3 separate regions of the Mus musculus genome follow, and regions 1 and 3 are each linked to region 2. A link is a contact called in public HiChIP or PLAC-seq data. All regions are on one chromosome and are shown on one strand. The core of a region is the stretch at or near the end of the contact, and the rest is flanking DNA. Distances in the headings are between cores, read along the strand shown.

Region 1 (4,277 bases), core at 513-3,012, 230 kb before region 2:
CTCAGCCAGGTGGTGCACACCTTTAATCCCAGCACTTTAGCAGGGCAGGCAGATCTCTGAGTTCTGACCCAAACTAGAGCTACACAATGAAACACACACACCCCCCCCCAAAAAAAACAAGGAAAAAAAAAAAACCTAAAAATTTGGCACCTGCTCCCCACCCAGGTCCAGAGCCATCTGTCCCCTCCCTCCCCCAGGGCCACTCACTTTCCCAGCATGCCCCTGCCCTTGGGCTGGACTTTCATCCATTTCCACAGTGGGTGGGCATCGTCCCCATTTACACAGATCTTGCTGTACATGTCAAACTTGACGTTGTAGCCGGCTGCAAACTCCTTGATTTCTTGATTACTTCCTGGCTCCTGCAGGAAGCAACATTTACTTGGAAGATACACTACACTGTACACTGAGACACACACACACACTGACACAGCCCCCCACCCCCACCCCGTATGAGGGGCATTGCCTGGGGAACAGCCACACACCTGCCTCCCAAACTGGTTGCAGGGGAAGGCCAGGATTCGTAAACCACACTCAGCATATCGGGCATGCAGATCGACTAGCTGAGTGTAGTTTACGTCAGTTTTGCCTCATTGCGAGGCCACGTTGGTGACGATGCACACGAAACCCCTGGGAGAGAGAAAGAGTGGGAATGAAGCCAGTCAGGAAATCCCCATTTTCAGACCAGCCATGCACACCGCCCATATGACTAGAAACCCACCTGTACTTATCCAGGCAGACCATGTGCCCGTCGATGTCCTTGGCTGAGAATTCGTGCATGGAGCGCGCACAGCGCCAATCATCGCGGGATGCACACTGTAAAACAGGAAAACTGAGTGTCCTAACCCAGGTCCCCTAGGGGAGAAGAATCCGGTGCCAAAGAAAGAAAGTCCTGGGGCACTAGGTGGAGGAGTCTCAAGGTTCCTTCCATTAAGTACGCCCCTTTCAGGTCGTCCTGATAAGATCTGTGGACACCCCTAGAATATGCTACCAGGGAAGAGGACGGCAGGGGTATCCCTGGCCGCACACCAAGCCCAGGAACTCGGAGCTGTTGCAGTACTGGGGAGGCTCTTGCAGCAGAGGCCCCGGGTTGAAAGGTTCAGGAATGGGCTCCATCCGGCGAGGGCGCGCCCTCCTGCGGCGGCGCGCGCGCGCTTTCCTTCGCCGAGGGCCCGGGCGTTTCCTAGGACTTTGGCGTCCAGGTCCACGGCGTCGCCGGCCTCTCGGGGATCCGCCGCGCTGTCTGCAGCGTCCCCGCTTGCGGGCGGCCGCGCGGCCCATGCCCGCCGGTCTGTGCGTCCCAAGCACAGCGCGGGGACAAAGAGCCGGTAGCCAAGGCGCCGCCGACTGTGACGCACCAGGCCGGGCAGGGCGCGTGACCAGGTCAGAGCCCGCTATGGTGACCCCGACACCGGTTCTCACCGCCCAAGGACCTCCCGCGCCGAGGCCTAGCCTTGTTCAACCCCGGAGATGCCTATCAGGCTCCGCTTTCCCACCTGGGTGCCCCCTTCTCTAGCTAACCGATCCCACGACCCCTGATCTCCACCCTGGATACGGTGACCCGACTCCGAACCCCGCCCCCACCCGCGATCCTCCAAGTTCCCAGTAGCCCACCATGGTGCCTGCCAGACCAGGCGCAGCCAGAGCCCCGCACAGCAGTGCTGGCTTAAGTAAGCGGCTCAGACGGCCCCAGCTCATCTCGGCGGCCGGAGCCAGCGGCTCCTCCCCTCACGCAGCCGACCAATGGACGCGCGAGGCCGAGTATGGCTTGCCCGCCCTCGGGCACGCCCACTGACGTCTCTTATTGGTCAGATGCGCCTGCGCTAAGACGCGAGGCCCCTGCAGCCAATGGGAAGCCTGAATGAAGGGACGGCTTGGGCGGGGCTGGGCTTACGAGTTTGTTGTTATCAGCAACTGCGCATGCCCAGTGATAGGGACGCGGGAGAAACGGGAGCCGCGTTCTCGCGGACGACGCGTTGGAGGGCTGTGGACAGTTATCCGCGAGGTTGCCTGCAGCGGAGCAGGGTGCCAGGGCGCTTTGGGGAACCTCTGGGAATAGAAAGCGTGTCAAAGTCATCCCCTTAAAGAGCCCCTTTGAAAGTACAGGAGTCTCCTTTTTCTACTGGAAACAGAATCTCATGTAACCCAGGCTAGCCTTGGACTGTTTATATAGCAGAGGATGACCTTGAACCCCTGGACCGCCAGCCTCAGCCTACTGAGTGCTGGGATCTCGGTGTCGGCCAATCCCCACATCCCTTCCATTTCTATTTTCTTTATCAGAGGTTGCCTCCTGTAGCTCAGGCTAACCTAAACTATGGAATGGCAAAAGTGTGCTGCCATGAGGTGTAGGGATGGAACCCAGAACCTGCAGCATGCAAGTGAGGGCTCTCAACCCATTGAGTCCCGAACCCCAGATGTAGCTTCTCCCCCCCCCCTCGACCCCCAATTTTACAGTTCAGCCGGTCTTAGAACTCAGCAATCCTGCCTTAGACTCCTAGGTACTAGGGTGATAGATAGGTCAATGACACCAGGCCCTATCTTGTCACCTGTAGATATTGATTCCTGTGAAGTTGATTTGAGGGGGTGATAAGAGGGCTTGGTGAGAAAGCCATTGCCATGAAAACACAGGACTATGTCCCAATCGAAGCACCCACGCAATCTGGTGCACAAGGATGCTCTTGTAATTCCAGAACCTGCGATTCCGAGGCTGGAGCATCCCTGCAGCTAAGTCAGGTCACCCAAGTACTCGTGGTCAGAGAGAGAACCTGCCTCAAAACCAAGATGGAGATGGGCCTAGTGGTCACACTCTTAGCCCCAGCCCTTGGAGCCTAGAGGGCAGCCTGGTCTGGTAAGCAAGTTCCAGGTCAGCCAAGGCTACAGTGAACCCTGTGTCAGGAAAGCAAGGTGGCAAGAGACATATAAATAGTTACTATTGTCCTCAGAGGTCCCTGCCTACATCAAAGAAGCCACAGGTCTTAGGGGCCTAAGTGAGAAGCTGAAGGCCCAACAGTTCCTCCTGCAACTTCACCTATGGCCTTGTCCAGCCCCCACAGCTCTCAGCCCAGCACTGGGCCCTTTGCCCTCCCCGTGTCACAGGAGTGACTCAGGACATTCCTCAGCTCAGCTGCCTGTCCACGCCCTCGCCTGGACTCTAATCCCTTCAATCCTCTTTTTCTGAACCCTGGAGTAAGCCATCCGCGAGACAGGAGCCCTCCCGGGGATCTGGGTCCAAGGGAGCTCACGCCCCACGGGCAGACACCCCCCCCCCCAAGGTTAAGATGATCTGGGGTGTCAGATACATTCTTGCCCAATCCTGTCCTGTAAGTTCTCAGTTGCCCTGAGGGCCCCCCCCCCCCCCCCGCCTCAGGAAGTCAGCTGTTTCCTCCCAGCCCCCAAGCTGGGGTGACACTGAGAGTCACTGAAGACCTCTAAGGGACTTGCACTTGAGCTTTAGCTTAAGTTGTAAATACACAACACACCCTCACAGGGCGTCTCAAAGGCCCGTACTTCTGGACGAGGGGCTGGGGCTGAAGGGCTGGGGCTGAAGGCGGCCACTCAGGAACCCAGCCCCAGGCTCTGGGAGGGATCTGCATATGGAGTGCCTTCCTCTCCCAAGTGACCCCAACTTCACCCTAATTCAGCCAGTTGGGAAATGAAGATCTGGGCTTCTGCGAAAAGCTACTTGGCAGTTCCTGAGAAGCTACCAGCTTCTGGACAGAGCCTGACTTTTACCTCATTGTTATTTTGGAGACAGGGTCTCACGTAGCCCAGGCTGGCCTGAAACTCACTTTGTAGCCAAGGATGACCTTGAACTCCTGATCCCCCTACTTCACCCTCCTGAGTGCCTGCCGGGATGACAAGTTTGTTTGTTTATCGGGTGCTGGGTGTGGACCCCAGGTTTTACACATACCAAGTGAGGCCTTAAGCCCCAGCCTTTGTTTCTAATTTCCTTTGTTTTCTGAGACCAGGTCTCCAATTTCCCCAGGCTCCTCGGAGCTTCTCGCCTCTTGCTCCCCAAGCACTGGAAAGACAGAGCCATTGCCACCAACAGGGGACCCTGGGAATGAGAAGCCGCGGTCGTGGACAACCTGCTAGAAGGACTTAAGAAAGATTAAGTTATGCAAAGTGGAATTTAACTAAGGGAGTGCTCCGGGTAGAGCAGCCACCTAGGGACAGTAGGCCGGGCCGCTAAACGGAGGACAGAGAATAGCCTTCAGGTTTGTTATTAAGATTAGCCAGTTAAGGGGGGGGGGATTAAAAAAAAAAAAAAGAAAAAGAAA
Region 2 (3,793 bases), core at 462-2,961:
CTCCAGACTCCCAGCTTCCGGGACTCCCAGCGTCCCCCGCCTCACCTGCCAGCTCCAGGTGCCCAGGCCACCTCCCAGCCTCAGGCTCTGTCCTCTGCAGGAAAGGCCCCCGGGCTCCGCCCCGGCCACATGTTGCTAAGGGGACAGAGGCCCCACCCAGGAGCAGGTGGGCCCCTCCTCTCAGTCCCCACCCGGACCTGGGAAACAAAGTCCAGAGAAGACAGAAAAACGATACTCAGGCTGACGAGGGCGGGCACCGTGCCCGCTGCAGGCCTTGGCCCTACAAAGCCGGAACTGAGCCTCTGCCTGGTTTCCCGGCTTCCCACCTTCCCAAGTCCTGCTGACTGAGGCGGGGTGCATCCCTGCGGAACGAGGAGACTGAATCCCAAGCCTGGGCTAGCTTGTGGGACCCCTTTGAATCTCTGTCTCTTCTTTCGATCAATGCCCTATTTGATCCAGGCAGGCTGAAGGACAGATGTGCACGATGTTTCCAGACTAGCAGATACCACGGCAGGATTAGGAAACTCAGGGCCTGGGTCTCGAATTGCTGCTCTCTAGAAGGGGGTCTGTGGGGCTTCCGGCTGGTTCCTCCCCAACCCTCTGACCCTCCCTTACTCATCCAGGAAATGGGAATTCTCCCTGTCACATTCACAGAAAATTTCATATGAAACGATGACGCCTTCAGAAACACCCAGCGCGAAGCCAGGTACAGAGAAAGAGGCCTACACCCCAGTACTCAGGAGGCTGAGGCAGTGGGATTGCTATTCGTTTGAGGTCAACTTTGGCTACAGAGTGAGACCTCTCTCAAAAACTCAAAGGTAATCATGTAAAACGCCCAGGAACACGGACCGAACAGGTCAGACCCCACCATACCCCTCTGGCAGCCCACGGCCTGTGTGTGGGGCCTGGGCATAGTGCTGGGGTTCCTGGCCTCCCGTGGGCGGGCTTGTGAGGTCCCTCTGAATCTCTTGTCTTCCCTTCTTCCCTCCAGTCCGTGGTCCCCCAGCTGGACTCCAGGGGCCCTTGACAGATGTGGTGCCCATCACCTACCATCGAGGAGACAGTCAAAGCCAGGGTTGAGACAGCAGTTTTCCCAAAGCCCCCTTGGGCCCCTTCATCCCTATTTAGCAGAAGTGGGCATTGAAGTGCAGTGCATATCCAGTCCCACAGGTCGGATGGATTTGAATTAGCACCTCCCTCCGTACATCGTAGGTACTCCACCATACCAACCACCTTTCATGGGGAAACTGAGTCCTGAAAGGGCCTCTGATTGAGCCCACACACCTGACATCTCAGTACTCAGGAAACTAATGCAGGAGGATTACTTAAAGAGTTTGAGGTCAGCTTGGTTATAGGCCTTTTACTCAAGTCTGGAATACCCAGTGTGTTGGGAACACAGGACTCCTAGACATCTATTTTATACAGATAGGGCAACTGAGGCCAAAGGAAAAAAAATTCTCCAAAAAAAAAAAACATGAAAAAAAAGGGGGGTACTCCTCTACTATGCAGAACCTGGCTCAGAACTTGTGGGCTATCTGTGAGGACCTCTCTACTCTCAACATCACAGCCCAAGGACATGGGTGTGGAAGATGTGGAGACCGAGGCCCGTGGGGGTGGCTGGCCACAGCTGTCGCTTACCTGACCAGGTGCCGCAGAGTCCTGGCGAAAATGCCCAGTGAGGGCTGCAGCAGCCGCAGGGGAGAAGTTTCTCCTGTGCTCTACAGGACCCAGCCTTTTTATGGCTCCACCACTAGGAGGCCGCACCCCTTCCCGCCCAGGTGAAACCCAAGAACTTCAGCAACCTGGCTCTACACACTTTTTTTTTTTTTTTTTTTAATTTGTTTCTCTGGGAAAGTCAAGAACATGGGGGTGAAGGGCGGGGCCTTGCCACACGTCAAAAGCAGAAGGGGGCAGCAAGGGCACTTCAGCCGAGGCTCAGGGCTTGAGGAACTCAGGCAGACTCAAAGGAGGAGGAAGACGGGGGTGCCATGACCACGGCCATAGCTCACCCTCAGGAAAGTGCGCCTCTCCTCCAGGCCACGGGAAGGACAGGACACAGACCCCGTGGCCTCTGCTTGAGCCCCTACTGTAGCTGCGGGTAGTGACGGGGCCCGCAGGAGGCCCTGCACCCTGCTGCACACCAGGCTGGGGTCCCAAGGAAAGGGACCTAGACCAGGCGTGGTCCTTTGAAGTTGAGTCAGCTCCTGTGTGCAGGGTTGTGCCTCTGGGGACCAAAGTGGCTACTGCTGCCTGCCCGAAGGTTGGTGACCCTCTGCCAGGCTCCCGTCAGGCCAGGTGGCAGATGGGGGGGGGTCCCTTACTCCCACCCAAAGTGTGTGTGGAGCAGCCTAAACCTGCCTGGATATGCTAGGTTTTGTGGCGCTGGCAGACATACCCACTGACTTCTAGGGTATGGGGGTATGTGGGAAACCCAGGACCCTGGTCCAAACCAACTAGAGAAGAGGGCAGAGGTGACCCCAAAGCTCCCAAAATTAGCACCAGGAAGAAGGGCCCAGTGTGTGCATGGTGGGGGTGGGGGTGGGACTCAGGACAGGGAGTGGCTTGGCTGGCCAACAATGACTCCATCCTGCGGGTGATTGTTCTATCCCCGGTGAAGAGTTTCCCCTGCTTTGAGCTCTGCTACCTATGGGAGGGGATCCACAGGTGCCCATCCTCCTCCCTAGAACTTCAAGACTTTGAGTCCCCAAAGAACTGTGGCCTCACTCCACCTGCCCACATTAGGTCGCTGGCGCCTTGGCCAGGGAGACCCTTTCTGGTCCCCTCGAAGACTCCCCAAAAGTAACGATAAGGCACAGACAGGCTGGCCTGGGGCGGCAAGGGGACACCAGGCTGGGACCACGGTGGGCATAAGCCGCCTGTGTAAACCTGCTGTGACCTGGACTGAGGGGTCCCCATTCTTAGAGGGGCTGATATGGGCTGGCCTGTCTCTCACCAAGGGGTGACCCACGGCTCAGAGGTTCGGGGTGAGTGTGGAGTGTGGTGACGGGCAGAGCACCCCCCACCCGAGACTCGAGGTGCATAGGGATCACACACGTGTCTGGGGCCTGTGAGGCGGAGGGTGAGGGTGGGCAGGCGCCGGGGAGGGCCGGGCTGCTGGGTTTGAGTGTGGAGCATAGGACGGGGACCGGGGACTAGGGTGCCCCGACGGCTCACATGACAGAACAACATCTACAGCGAGGCTTCTTCATGTCAAGATCCTGGGTGTCGCTGGGCGTGGTCGTGGGCCCCGTCTGGTTCTCCTCCTTGGTGGCCGGGAGCTCAGCAGCGCTGCCATTGAGAGGTGCGGGCTCCCTGGGCGTGGCCGCGTCTTCAATCACCACCAGTTCAGCCTTGATGGTGTCCTGCAGGCCCAGTACCTTCTTGGTTTCTGCTTCATCTTCCACGTTCTGATAACCCATGAAGACCATGGTGACCGGGGGCTCCTGACCGGGCTGGATGCCTGGTGGGCCTGATGTGGCCTCTCCTGGTTGAGCCTCAACTCCTGTGATCTCCCTTCTGGACGGCGTGGTCCTGGTGACATCCTCTGCGAGTCCCCGAGGCTCCGCTGGCCCAGCTGTGGACCCTGCCTCGCTCAGTGTGACCTCATCGGCCTTGTGAATGAGTTCGTCCACCTCGGAGGAACTTAGAGGCTGGATCCCGTTCTCAGCGATGCCGTCCACGGCATGGACCACTGCGTGGGGACACAGAGAGAGTGTTAGCAGGCCGGCGCTGGGGCAGAGCCCGGAGGCTGAGGCAAATACCAGCCTTGACAGCCAGCTCTGGTGGTAAACAT
Region 3 (3,810 bases), core at 1,023-3,522, 250 kb before region 2:
TAACCCTCAGAGAAGATGGGCAGTTACCCAGGACCAAGACTCCTGAGTCTAAGAAAATAAGCCCTGGATGGCAGCCTCACACCAGGCTGGGTAGGCTGAGGGCCATACTCAGGGCTCTTCTGTCTCTTCTGACCTTGAAGCCTTGAAACCCCGTTGCCTAGTCACTTAGCCTTCTTGTCTCCTGGGGCAGAGCAGGTGACCTGTAACGGGTTACCTAGGTTCAGGACAGCCCCTTCACTCAGCATAGCCCTATCCTCCCTGGCCTCTAAGCACCCGTTCACCTTGGGTGTCTCTCAGGCAGAGCCTGGGGAGCCTGTTGTGCACCCTTGAGTGCTCACTGTCAAGGCTGGGGGGAGGGTGTGTAAATGGACTCTCCACAGCAGCTTACCCCTGGTCCTGATTGTAGTCCTGTGGGACTTCCTGGCCTCCTGCCCTGCCAAGGCGATGCTCCCCGGGCTTCCTGGGAGCCGTCAGCAGGACAGGTCGCTCTGGTTACCTGATCCTGAACTGAAGAGTACTATGCTGCGGCTGCTGTGGGACACAGGCACAGTGAGACAGACAGGGTGACTGCCCAGGCGCAGGCCTCAGGGGCGGCACCCTGGCCTCCAGAGGTCCCTTATGCGTCAGGGTTGGGACATGGAGAATCCCAGCCTGCAGGTGCTCTCAGGGACTCAGGGTGGAGAAAGGACTCCTGTCTGTCTGGCGTGGTGGCTCACTCAGGAGGCTGGGGGAGAACTGCAGTGACTCTGAGGGCAGCCTGGGCTACAAAGTAAACAGCGTGGTTATTCAGGTTCATACATATTCCATAGTTCATTTAAACTGTACATTCCTGTGGTTTTAATGTTGTCGTCGTGGCCATCACCCCACCCTTCCCCAGCTCTGGGAATGCTGAGCCACTTGCTATGCCTGCGTTCTCTAGTCTGGACATTTTCTGTTATGGAGTCCCCGCTGTGTGGCCGGCCTTGCGTGTCTTGCCCTCACTGAGCGCCATGTCCTCATGGTCACTCCATGCTGTGGTGTCCTGTTCCTGGCTGTGTGATACTTGGAACACATGGTTGCTCGCCTGGACCCTGAGTGCACACACAGCTGGCCACTGTGTCACTGCTGCCTGTCTCCTAGGACCCCTCATGCCTCGAGGACCTCTCCAATGCCTCTGTCTTCTCTTCATCTGTGGATTCCCTGTCAGACATCCCAGACACACCTGACTTCCTGCAGGCTGACAGCCTCAACGAGGTGCCTACCATCTGGGATGTCAGCACCACCTCAACTACCCATGACAAGGTCAGCATTCAGGGCACCTCCAAGGGCACTCTGGTGACACAGGTGGACAGGTGGCAGAGCTTGTGATTGACAACAGTGTGTTCAGGCCTGGGTTATAAGGGGTCCTATACCCCAGGCTGGCGGGCCAGTCCCACAGCCCTAAAGGCCTCCACATACCCCATGTCCCCTCATGCCCCATACTGGGTCCCAGCTGTTGTATACCTGCTAGGAACACAGCGATTCCTAGAGAGAGTGGAAAGCAGTTTGAGTTTATTTTTGTTTGGTTTCATTTAGTTTCTGAGCCAGGATCTCACATAGCCCAGTCTGGTGTCAACTTTACTCTTTTAGCCAAGGTTGCCCTTGGGCTACCAATCCACCTATCTCAGTCCCTGAATCCTGGGGTGACAGGTGTGTGCCAGCATGTCTGACTCTAAAGGTAGCTTGGGTCACCAGTTCTCATCCCAGGCTCTCCACCCTCAGTGGACCTGATGGATGGTCTACTGTGACTGACCGCCACTTTGAGGCAAGCAGTGTCTCTCAGGGGACCCTAGCTTCTGGGGTCAACTTCTCTCTGTCCACCCACTCAGCAGGCAGGTGACTGTGGGACACAGAGGCTTCCGGGTGTGCAGGACTCTGACCTAGAGGGATCTTAGCCAGCAGTTATTTTTGCCCCCAGGGGACACTAACAGTGTCTGGGAGGTATGTATGGTTACTCTGTCGGGAGCTCCTGGCATGGACTAGGCCTTGCCAGGGTCTTCTAGATGGAAGCTTCTAGACTTTGAGAGTGTAAGTTAGGGAGGCTCCCAGGAGTCTTCAGGAAGGAAGCCTTGGTGCCATACAGCTCAGAGTTAAGGGCTGACAGTGCAGTTGGTGCAGAGCCAGCAGGACCGGCAGTCCCTGTGTGTCCCCCACCCCCTACTGTGTGGAGCTATGAGATCAAGGCCACAGGGTACTGCCTATCCTGCCCAGGGCCCCAGGCTGCCTGGACCAAGCGCCACAGCCATATCTGAAACCCAACACCCTGTGCTGCTCCAGCCCGGAACATGACTCAGCCTTCCAGGAACCTCCACAGTCTGTTTGGGTTTTTGTTAATTTAAGAAAGAAAAAAAAAAAAAAAAAAAAAAAAACAAGGCAGGAGGGTTGAGTGTGGACTTGTAACCTTCCCAAGCTTCCGCTGGCTTTCAACACCCCTGGCCCTGTGCCCAGCAGAGCAAGGGACATGTGACAGTGACTGTGCCTGAAGTGCCTCAGAGACTCCTGTCCCCCCTCAAGGATGCTGCATCTGAAGCAAGCCCTCCAGGTTAGGGCTGGAGGCTGAGCAGCTGTCCCTGTGCTGCCAATCAGAGGGACTGTGGCTCAGTGGGGAGAGTGCTCCCTGGCATGCACCAAGCCCTGCGCTCCGTCCTCAGCACCAGATGGCCCAGGTGTGGTGTTGTCCCCGTAATCCCAGCACTCAGAAGGTACAGGGAGTTCAGGGTCACCCTCGGCTCGTTAGGGTGTTTGAGAAGACCAGCCTGGGCTACATGACCCTGGTCTGAAAAAGACAAAACAAAACAAACAAACTAAGGGGTATGATGCCTTTACCGAGGACACAGGCTCTGTCCCCAGCTTCTACATGGTGAGCTCAGCCGTCTGTAACTCTAGTTTCGGGGGGTCTGGCACCTTCTTCGGGCCTCGGTAGGCACTACCTTCACACAGTGTGCTTTATATACATGTAAGGAAAGCACCCATATGTACAAAATAAATCTTTAAAATCTATCTGTATGTCTCTAGATTGAGGAGTTGAGAATCAGTGTGCAAAAGAGAGCCATGTACCCTGAGTGGCTTTAGACTCAGCCCGCAGGCCAGGCCACACCACTTGTCCAGACCTGGTCAGCACTGTGGTCCATCCATATCTCCTACAGAGGGACATTTGCAGTTTGGTCACAGTGTTGGGGACATTCTCACTCTGTTGCTCACAATAGAACCTTCACCCCGAGGAGGCCCTCAGCCCCCCCCCCCCCCACACACACACAGGTAGTAGGGCAGTTCCTTAGCACAGATTACTCCCAAGGACATTTGCCCAGCCCTCAGGGCCCAAGTCTGCATCCTGGGACTATCTGGCTGGCTTTTGTCCACTTTTCCCTGGACCAGGGGCTACCATCTTGGGGTCTCCCATGTGCCACAGAGACACAGACTGTTGTCAGCCCTCCCTACCATGGTCTGCCAGGTCCCAGGATGAGTCAGGCAAGGCTTTGGTCCCTGAGGCTGAGCAGTCCCCTGTCTAAGGACACAGACACTGCCATAGAAGGCCATGGCTCACACCCTGCCCTGCTGTCCCCTACAGCTGTTCATACCTAGTGGGCCATTCTCGGCTCCTGAAGACCCGGTGACTTCGCTCTCCAGCACTCCACTTCTCATCAGCTATCAGGTGATCTGAGTGGCTGCAGTGTTTCCTGGGGATCTAGAGATACTCCGAAGGCATCTCCAGTGTGCCATGCCCTGGGCAGCCTGGGTGCTGGGATGCCCTACCCGTTTTACAGTTGGGAAAACTGAGACCCCACCTTAGGG

Evidence for each region. HiChIP or PLAC-seq counts read pairs in DNA pulled down with a chosen protein or histone mark.
Region 1: an H3K27ac HiChIP or PLAC-seq map of embryonic stem cells shows a contact between it and region 2, with 6 read pairs. The contact joins the promoter of Gpx4 here to the promoter of Misp in region 2. A contact is called at or near these places in 7 of 39 promoter capture datasets (the C10 cell line, cranial neural crest, embryonic stem cells and 4 more), 2 of 484 Hi-C or Micro-C datasets (embryonic fibroblasts and pre-B cells), 2 of 115 datasets of contacts at active chromatin or transcription factors (embryonic stem cells and pancreatic cancer cells) and 3 of 9 other capture datasets (adipose tissue, liver and pancreatic islet).
Region 3: a contact with region 2 is called in an HNF4G HiChIP or PLAC-seq map of pancreatic cancer cells. The contact joins the enhancer-like site here to the promoter of Misp in region 2. A contact is called at or near these places in 2 of 39 promoter capture datasets (hippocampal neurons and pre-B cells), 3 of 115 datasets of contacts at active chromatin or transcription factors (double positive thymocytes, embryonic stem cells and pancreatic cancer cells) and 3 of 9 other capture datasets (adipose tissue, liver and pancreatic islet).

Annotation. Positions count from the first base shown.
Region 1 is chr10:80,051,050-80,055,326 of GRCm38.p6, reverse strand. It overlaps Gpx4 (glutathione peroxidase 4), which reads right to left and starts at 1,762. Exons shown (of 7, transcript NM_008162.4): 1 at 1,612-1,762; 2 at 719-813; 3 at 483-627; 4 at 208-359. The coding sequence starts at 1,695.
Region 2 is chr10:79,818,939-79,822,731 of GRCm38.p6, reverse strand. Misp (mitotic spindle positioning) reads right to left here and starts at 1,711. Exons shown (of 5, transcript NM_030218.2): 1 at 1,639-1,711. It overlaps Palm (paralemmin), which reads right to left. Exons shown (of 9, transcript NM_023128.4): 9 at 1,836-3,691. The coding sequence ends at 3,171.
Region 3 is chr10:80,069,828-80,073,637 of GRCm38.p6, reverse strand. Sbno2 (strawberry notch 2) reads left to right here. Exons shown (of 32, transcript NM_183426.2): 5 at 1,120-1,281; 6 at 3,587-3,670. Among named protein-coding and RNA genes, the nearest start is that of Gpx4, 18 kb to the right of the region's middle. Within about 2 kb of position 2,272, at least 215 of the 459 cell types and tissues checked have an H3K27ac peak or open chromatin away from gene starts, as enhancers often do. A contact at or near this core is called in adipose tissue, liver, pancreatic cancer cells and 1 more, where this site is marked.